2 separate regions of the Zea mays genome follow, and region 1 is linked to region 2. The links are chromatin contacts, called in public Hi-C maps. All regions are on one chromosome and are shown on one strand. Each heading gives the region's core, a stretch centred on a gene start, on an enhancer-like site or on the middle of the called end of the contact. The rest is flanking DNA. Distances are from core to core; before and after follow the strand shown. Region 1 overlaps LOC100279559 (BTB/POZ domain-containing protein POB1). Region 2 holds the start of LOC103654712.

What was found. A called contact is a pair of places that touch in the nucleus more often than the background predicts.
Region 1: a Hi-C map of leaf shows a contact between it and region 2, with 8 times the contacts expected there. The contact joins the enhancer-like site here to the promoter of LOC103654712 in region 2. A contact is called at or near these places in 12 of 25 Hi-C or Micro-C datasets (bundle sheath, ear, endosperm and 5 more) and 1 of 3 datasets of contacts at active chromatin or transcription factors (leaf).

Annotation. Positions count from the first base shown.
Region 1 is chr4:230,213,767-230,218,069 of Zm-B73-REFERENCE-NAM-5.0, reverse strand. It overlaps LOC100279559 (BTB/POZ domain-containing protein POB1), which reads left to right. Exons shown (of 6, transcript NM_001152556.1): 3 at 287-405; 4 at 493-556; 5 at 901-1,180; 6 at 1,387-2,328. The coding sequence ends at 2,197. Among protein-coding and RNA genes, the nearest start is that of LOC100279559, 16 kb to the left of the region's middle. Within about 2 kb of position 2,594, at least 20 of the 20 cell types and tissues checked have an H3K27ac peak or open chromatin away from gene starts, as enhancers often do. A contact at or near this core is called in bundle sheath, ear, endosperm and 4 more, where this site is marked.
Region 2 is chr4:230,077,243-230,081,194 of Zm-B73-REFERENCE-NAM-5.0, reverse strand. It overlaps LOC103654712, which reads left to right and starts at 2,366. Exons shown (of 2, transcript XM_008681549.3): 1 at 2,366-3,621. The coding sequence starts at 2,717.

The sequences.
Region 1 (4,303 bases), core at 1,345-3,844, 140 kb before region 2:
TCCTTTATTTTCCAATTACCCTGTCTTTCTGAAGGTAGCAAACTAACCTGGATGCAACGAACAATTTGCTCCAAGTGTTTTGACTGCAGAATATGTGTTTTTAAAATTTTGTTCTGCCTTTATTTTCCCATTACACTGTCTTTCTGTAGGTAGAAAACTAATCTGAATGCAACGAACAGTTTGCTCCAAGTGTTTGATTGCAGAATATCTGTCTAGTTCACTGTTTTGTACCTTTTGCTTTCTTCCCTGTTTACCCATTATACACCTCTGACCTTGGTATTACCAGGTGATGATGAGCAAGGTATTGATCCATCTTGGGCTGCTGTGGTTACGCCGGTTTTACGAGTCAAGACAATTTATATCAGTTCGGCGATTCTTGCTGCGAAGAGTCCTTTCTTTTTCAAGGTAGTTATGGACTTATGGTAACCTCAAATGCAGTTGTTCTACTCCAGTCAATGCTGATCTCTGATAAGCTTAATGTGTTTTACTTAGCTTTTCTCAAACGGCATGAAAGAATCGGACCAGAGACATGCAACCCTTAGAATTACTGACTCAGGTAATGTGACAATTTTGGGAAACTAGATTATCCTGGTTCTTTTGTATTTATTTCCTAATATTTTTTCTTTTTTAAATTAACTGTTATGATTATATATGCAAAGAATCTTTAATGTTTCCAAAGTTGTACCTTTTTTTTCTTTGATAATGAAATTTCCTACTCTTCTTCCCTCGTTACTTTACCTACTAAATGGATATTTTTGTCTAGCCTTTTACGTACAGCTTTAGTCATTTGTATATGTGAAACAGTTGCCATAAACACAGGCACAAAAAAAAAAATACCGTTCTCTAGTGGATCTTTGCTTTGTGCGTCATCCTTTATTTTTCTTAATTCTCTTGGAACAGAGGAAATTGCCCTCATGGAGCTTTTAAGCTTTATGTATAGTGGAAAGTTGACAACTACTGAGCCCACTCTTCTTCTGGATATCTTGATGGCTGCCGACAAATTTGAGGTTGTTTCATGCATGAGGTACTGCAGCCAGTTGCTCACAAGCTTGCAGATGACCACAGAATCTGCACTTCTCTACCTAGATCTCCCTTGCTCAGTTTCAATGGCAGCTGCAGTTCAACCTCTGACAGATGCAGCTAAGGATTTTCTCGCTGTAAAGTACAAGGATTTGATTAAGTGAGTGATATACTCCCTCCATATTTTTTTATTTGACGTTTTGTAGTTTATTTTTGTACTGTTTGGCGTCAAATATAAAAAAGATGGAGGTAGTACATTGGGATGGGGACCTATTTTTACTTACGGAAAGTTTAGCCCAACATTGTCCTGACAAGATCATTGTGAACATACTGAAGGTGGTTTTTTCTCTCTCTCTCTCATTTCAGGTTCCAAGATGAAGTGATGAACATCCCTCGTGCTGGAATCGAAGCCATCTTGTCAAGTAATGACCTCCAGGTGGCATCTGAAGATACCATCTATGACTTCTTACTCAGATGGGCCCGTGCACAATACCCGAAATCAGAAGAGAGACGTGAGGTCCTTAGTTCTCGGCTGCTCCCTCTTGTGCGATTCAGTCATATGACGTGTAGGAAGCTGCGGAAGGTCCTAGCCTGCACAGATATAGACCACGAGCAAGCAACCAAGTGTGTCACCGAGGCTCTTCTGTTCAAAGCTGATGCACCACACCGGCAACGAGCTCTTGCAGCGGACGCAATAACCTGCCGGAAATTCGCCGAGCGGGCTTACAAGTACAGACCACTCAAAGTTGTTGAGTTTGATCGGCCCTACCCACAGTGCATAGCATACTTGGATCTCAAGCGCGACGAGTGCTCTCGACTCTTTCCTGCAGGGCGGATATACTCGCAAGCGTTCCACCTTGCAGGGCAGGGTTTCTTCCTCTCGGCTCACTGTAACATGGAGCAGCAAAGCGCGTTCTACTGCTTCGGGCTCTTCCTGGGGATGCAAGAGAAGGGCTCCACGAGTGTGACAGTGGACTACGAGTTCGCTGCAAGGACGAGACCATCCGGCGAGTTTGTGAGCAAGTACAAGGGTAACTACACATTCACCGGTGGAAAGGCTGTTGGATACAGGAATCTCTTTGCAATCCCATGGCAGAAGTTCTTGGCCGATGACAGCCTCTTCTTCGTGGATGGGATGCTGCATCTGAGAGCCGAGCTTACGATAAAGCAACCCTAGAGCAATGGTCTCTGTATAGTGGTAGTTGTTACGACAGATGAAAAAGATATCGGATGGGAAACCTCACGAGTTCCAGTTCGCTGCAAGTTTCCAGATTTGCCGGTATCTCACTGCCAATGAGCTTGTTTGCCTCCGTAACGGCGCAGGGTGTATAATGGCTTATTTATTCCTAGTATATACAAATACAAGTTGATGAGATGCGTAGGGTGTGCACGCCAGCACGGACGCGGATACGAGAATCGAACCGACAGCGCAAGACGTGCCAGACACATGCTGCTCACAATCACACGTGGAGAAAGCTGCATTGCCGGTCGCCGCGCTAGCTAGGGGGTCGCCGTCCAGCCCAGCCCGGCCGACGTTGCAATAGGCCCGCGACGCATCGCAACAGCGAGGTGCCACTGGAGTTGAGGCAGGGCGCGGGTGTGCGGCCACTGCCAACGTCCCTGTCCTGCCGGCGGATCCTCCCCTACCCAGGCTGCCACCGCTCGCTTTCTTCCCGGCTGTCGGTGCAACCAGCGTCGGCACCCGCATCAACATTTTCTTTAGAAAATTAAATTCACTATTGCAGGTCGTGAAGTTACGATATCATATCAGTTCCTTCACCCAGCAAGATCACCATAACATATACTACTCCCACCGTTCTAAATTATAATCCATTTGACCTTTTTTTTTGCCACATTTGACCACCTAGAGAGGGGAATAGGTGATCTGTAAAAAATAGTTCAACAAAACAAACTTGGTCTGATATTGAATTAGTGAGATAAAAAACCAAGTCTAAATGAAGAGGATGAGACGAGAGAACTTCTTCACTTAATTATTCTCACAAGGTGAGTATTAAACCTAGAGCAATATTGTAAGTGAAGTGCTAGAAAGAGTAGAATCACAATAACGTAAAGTAACTTAGACAAGCGACACATCGATTTTAGCCCGTGGTTCGGTCCAGCGTAAAATACTCGCCTACTCCATGTTGTGGCGTCCCAATGGACAAAGGTTGTACTCAACCACTCTCAAGTGATCCAATGATCAACTTGAGCACAACGGATCTCTTTCTTATCACAAGCTTTTCCTGTTGTGAGGAATCTTCACAATTTAGAGTCTCTCACGCCTTACAGAGTTGATCTCAAATAAACCACAAGAGTAAGGGGGAGTAAAAACGCACACAAGAGACAAAATCAAAGCAACATACGCACACACGTTGAGAGAGGACCACAAGAGACAACACATCGAAATTACAGCTCAAACTTGCTCAAATCTCAAACTATCAAACCAAAAGCGTGATCGCACTGTCTCGATGTTGTAGAATGTTCAATGGATGCTTGGTATAGAGCTTCATGCGCCTAGGCGTCTCTTTTGTAGCCCCAAGGGACCTAGGAGCCGATGAAGCTCAATTTGGAAGACTCTGGTTGCCTTCTGTCCGCGGGTGCACCGGACTGTCCAGTGCACACCGGACAGTGAACAGTGCAACAACAAAGAATCCCTTGATTGGCTACTTTCTGCTTCTGGGGGCACCAGACCGTCCGGTGCACCATGTGACCGTTGGTCCGAGGCGCTCCACGTGGACAGTCCGGTGAATTATAGCCGACGCATGCTGAAATTCTCGAGAGCAAGCAGTACGACAGACCATGCACCGGACTGTCCACCGGACCGTCCGGTGGGTGGCACCAGACCGTCCGGTGCAATGCATCCTAACCCACTTTCTTCTTTTTCAATCTTATTCTCTTTTACTCCTTTTGGCTTGACTTCATAAAGTCTCTAGCACTTAGACAAATATGATTAGTAACCAAAACAATTGACTAAGTGTCCAGAGCTTACCTTTTTCACTTTGTCCCATATAGATTTGTATTTTGCCTTCTCCCAAGCTCAATTTGCTTTTAAGTACCTATGCTCATTTCTCACATTAGATGATGTTAGTCTAAACAAAATGTGTTGATCATCTAATCACCAAAACAATATAGAAATGGCCCAAGGACACATTTCCCTTTCAATCTCCCCCTTTTTGGTGATTCATGCCAACACATCAAAGCAACTCAAAATGCACTAACATATCCAAAATGCGAGCTAAAAAGTACAAATTGATGTCAAACTTAAAACCAATTAAATTATCAT
Region 2 (3,952 bases), core at 1,117-3,616:
CAATCCCATGTCACATCGTACAACAGTGTACCCACCCACCCATAAAAATTTTGTTTAATATATACGCTAGACTAGACGCGCGCGTACGGCACACACTTGATTGGGTTGGCTAAGGAAACAAATGGCAAAGCGAGCGAGCGAGCGAAATTCGAAACGTGACAGTGTTGAAAGCATCTTTGAAGAGGCATGCATGCACGCTTAGAGGTTCATCGGTCCAACTTTATTATAGGCCCACAGCATTTATCGTGGAATTATTGTGATCATAAAATATTTTGGTTCTTCTAGACACATTATTTTAACTATATTTTAGATAACAGTGTAAATCTATAAGAGGTGCTAGCTTATAGGGTCTTTTATGGTGTCGGCGAGTTTTGTGAACCGTTGGCTCCCGGTCCATAAGAGAAGGTGCCTTCAATTGAAAATTGTTAGAATAGAAAGGCTAGCTAGATGAGCAATTTCACAACGAAAATGAATGGTTGTGGATAACCAAATAAAAAAAAAGATAGTTTTGTTCGAACCATCCTTAGCCTTCACTAATATACATGGAAACACTTTACTGTTATTTAGTGCTCGCTTTCTTCTAAATTTTAAAACATACCCATACACTTTTCTAGATATATTGATTTTATTACGTATATAAACATAGTTATGAAAACTGCATACGTTATGTTATGTAATGAAGATGCAATGGAGCGGGGAGAGAGTATGATATACATTGTATTCTTTATACAAGTTTAGTGAAGTTGTGAGTGTTTAGCTATAGATTTGTGAAGCTATGTCAATGGGTTTAGTTTAAAACGAATTATATTTTATATTTTGGGACAGATATATGTCGTCCCATCCGGCCTGGAGAGGATTGAATCCGAAGAATGCCACGGCTGCAAGCAAAGCAAAGGCATCTCTGCTGATCTGCAGCAGCGTCCGTCAGAGGAAGTGGTGATCAGAAACAGGAGCCGGAATCCAGGGGAAAAAGTGTCCAAAGGTTTGCTATGCATGCATGACCAAGTTTTGTCCCTTTCCCTACAAGGACTAATATATTCTCGATGACATAAATTTAAATTATTTTTAGTCTCTTGTGTGACATATATATATAGTTTGGTTTTTAGTCTGTCGTGTGTGACCGTTGGGGAATTATATATGATATAATGCATGGCCTGGGTCGAAGTGGGCGCCAACGCGTAGCCACGAAAACGATGATGATGCATGGACGTGCGGTGTGTGGCCCAGCGGCGAGAAGGACGCCGCGTCCAACGATGGATACCCAGCACGGTGCGATGCCCCACGTCGGTTCATCGATCGACCTTTTTCATTTCAATTGGGTTTTCTCGATCTCTGGTTTTTTCTTTCCGCGGCCTGTATGTTGATGAGTTGATCACCGACATCCATGCATCCATCTCAATCTCTGCTGCTCGTGAGCTCGTTCCCTGTGTTGGTTAGCTGGGATCTATTAGGGATGGCAGTTACAACCACGTGTGTGGGTGGCTATGGTTTTTACATTCACTCGTTGTCAAATTTCATCCATGGATCTACACTTGACCTGACCCGCTGAGCACACTTTTAGACAGCCGACTGTCCGCGGTCCGGACGGTCCGCGACATTGGTCAGGTTGGGTTAGACTGAGTTTGTTTTAGGCGAGTCGGGTCAGCTGGCCCATGATTAGGTCTACTCTCACCCACCCACACGGACTCGACGTTAGAATATACCCGTAGAGCCTCGTCTCAAATACATACTGCACTCTTCTTTAGAGCATCTAACAGATTATGTAATAAATAAAAAAATGTTGCCTAAGGCTATATTCAGCAGATCCTCTATACATCTTATATCTCATTATCTATTTCAATGTACACTCTGGGTGTGATTGGTTGTCGTGCTAGCCACGGCCATGCCTGCTGCGTGCATTGACAACACTCGAGCACGTGACTGGCTCCCTGCGTGTGTAGAAGATGGCATGCACGCGTCGGTGTGACTGGCTCCCTGCGTGTGCCACCCACCCAGACTGGCACACGCCTGACCCTAGCGAGCACGCGAACCAATCACACCCTCTGTAAAAAGTGTCAACTACAGTTTATTGTTCCCTATTTTACACTACATGTTGGAGATAGTCTAATAGTGTGGACATGATACCTGCCATTACTAGGAGTTTTGGGAGACTCCCTTCCAGCTCAGCAGCCATTGTGCGAGAAATAGGATCCCCAAATAGTGTATTGTGTCTCAGTCTGTTGTTTGGTTTTAATCCGTATCGACTTCTACTATTTATACAATATTTTGTATTTTGTTTTTATAAATTGTAGCTGTATCAATCCGAACCGCTTCCGAACAGCTGACTTTGATCCTAAGCTAACAGCATTATCACACTGCCACCGGACCCCACTGGTACACCGACGCGCACGGACGCTCCCCATTATGGCCAGCTGCCCAGCTACGCGTACGGCGTACCACACCACCAGTGCAGCACCACACTGACTGGACACAGTAGAGCAGAGTAGAAGAGTCCTCGAGCGGCCATCACCAATTCCCCAAGCTATCTTTTTTTTTTATGAGCAAGCACCAGGCATTCCATTGCCAGTTTGCCACTACAAGTAGTTGCAGCAGCAGCTAATCAGTCAGCAACTAGGCACCAAACCATCACTTCACTCCCACCTCTCTGCGCCCTGCACCTGCACATAGGTACTACGATCACCACACGCGCACCAAGCCCAAGAACCGTGCGCGCGCCATGGCCGAGAAGCCGCCTCTGTCGGCCAAGCCTCCCCTGCCGTCCAAGCCGAGGCCTAAGGCGGCGTCGGCGGCAAGGCCGACAACGACGACGCCGGCCCCCGGCAGCAGGCCGGCCGCGTCGCCCTTCAAGAAGCCCACGCTCGCGCCGCCGCAGGTGCTCCCGCTCAAGCCGCCGCCGGCGCACCAGTACCGCCAGCAGCAGCAGCAGCAGCACCCGGCGCCCCCGGGCGGTGCCCGGAAGCCGCGGGCGTACCGCCAGCAGCAGCCGCACCCGCACCGCCGCGGCCGCGGGTGCTCGTGCCGCCGCGCGTGCTGCCTGGCCACGGGCCTCGCGCTGCTCGCGCTCTGCCTGGCGCTGGCCGCCGCCTGCCTGGCCTACCTCTACTACCGGCCGCGCGCGCCGTCGTTCCACCTGCAGCCGCTGGCCCCCGTGCGCCTCCGCCTCGGCAGCAACGCCTCCACCGTGGACGCCACCGTCGGCGCCCGCGTCGTGTCGTGGAACCCCAACGAGCGGGTCGAGTTCCGGTACGGCGACGGCGAGGGCCGCGTCGCGCTGGCCGACCCCGACGGCGACGTCGCGCTCGGGTGGGCCCCCGTGCGGGGCTTTGCCCACGCGCCGCGCCGCGTCGCCGCCGTCGCGTTCGTGGCCACCGCCAGGGGCGTCGTGCTCGACGACGCCGTCGCGGCGCGCGTGCGCGACAGGTACCGGCGGCGGCGGCAGGGGTTCAGGGTGGTCGTGGACGCCCACGTCGGCGTCCGCGTCGGGGCGCTGCGCACGGGGATGGTGCCGCTCAGGCTGCTGTGCGATGACGGCGTGATGGCGCCGCGCGCTGTGGGGTCGTCCGATGGGGCCGTGGTGGGGCCCATGACCAAGTGCCAGGTGCTCCTGTTCAGAGTAAGATGGTGAGTTGTGTTCATTCAGTGACCCCCGCCCCTCCCTTCTCCTGCATCTTCCTTTTCTGGAGCATTTGAATTTGGACCAAAATTCTTGCAAACCCCTCAACTGAAAGTGAGTGGCGCGCAATTGTTGCGCTACGAAATTCTTGCAAATTTGAGGCAGCATACTATTACATGCATTTTCCAATTGTACGTATGCATCTTCACATGTTGTTGTCCTGCCCATCCATCTATACGTCGATGATAAAGAGACAATTCGTGGCACCACACCACCGCAGCCCAGGAGATGCCACAGGCCCGGACAGGGCCAGAACGAAGCCACCGTGGATTTTCTACT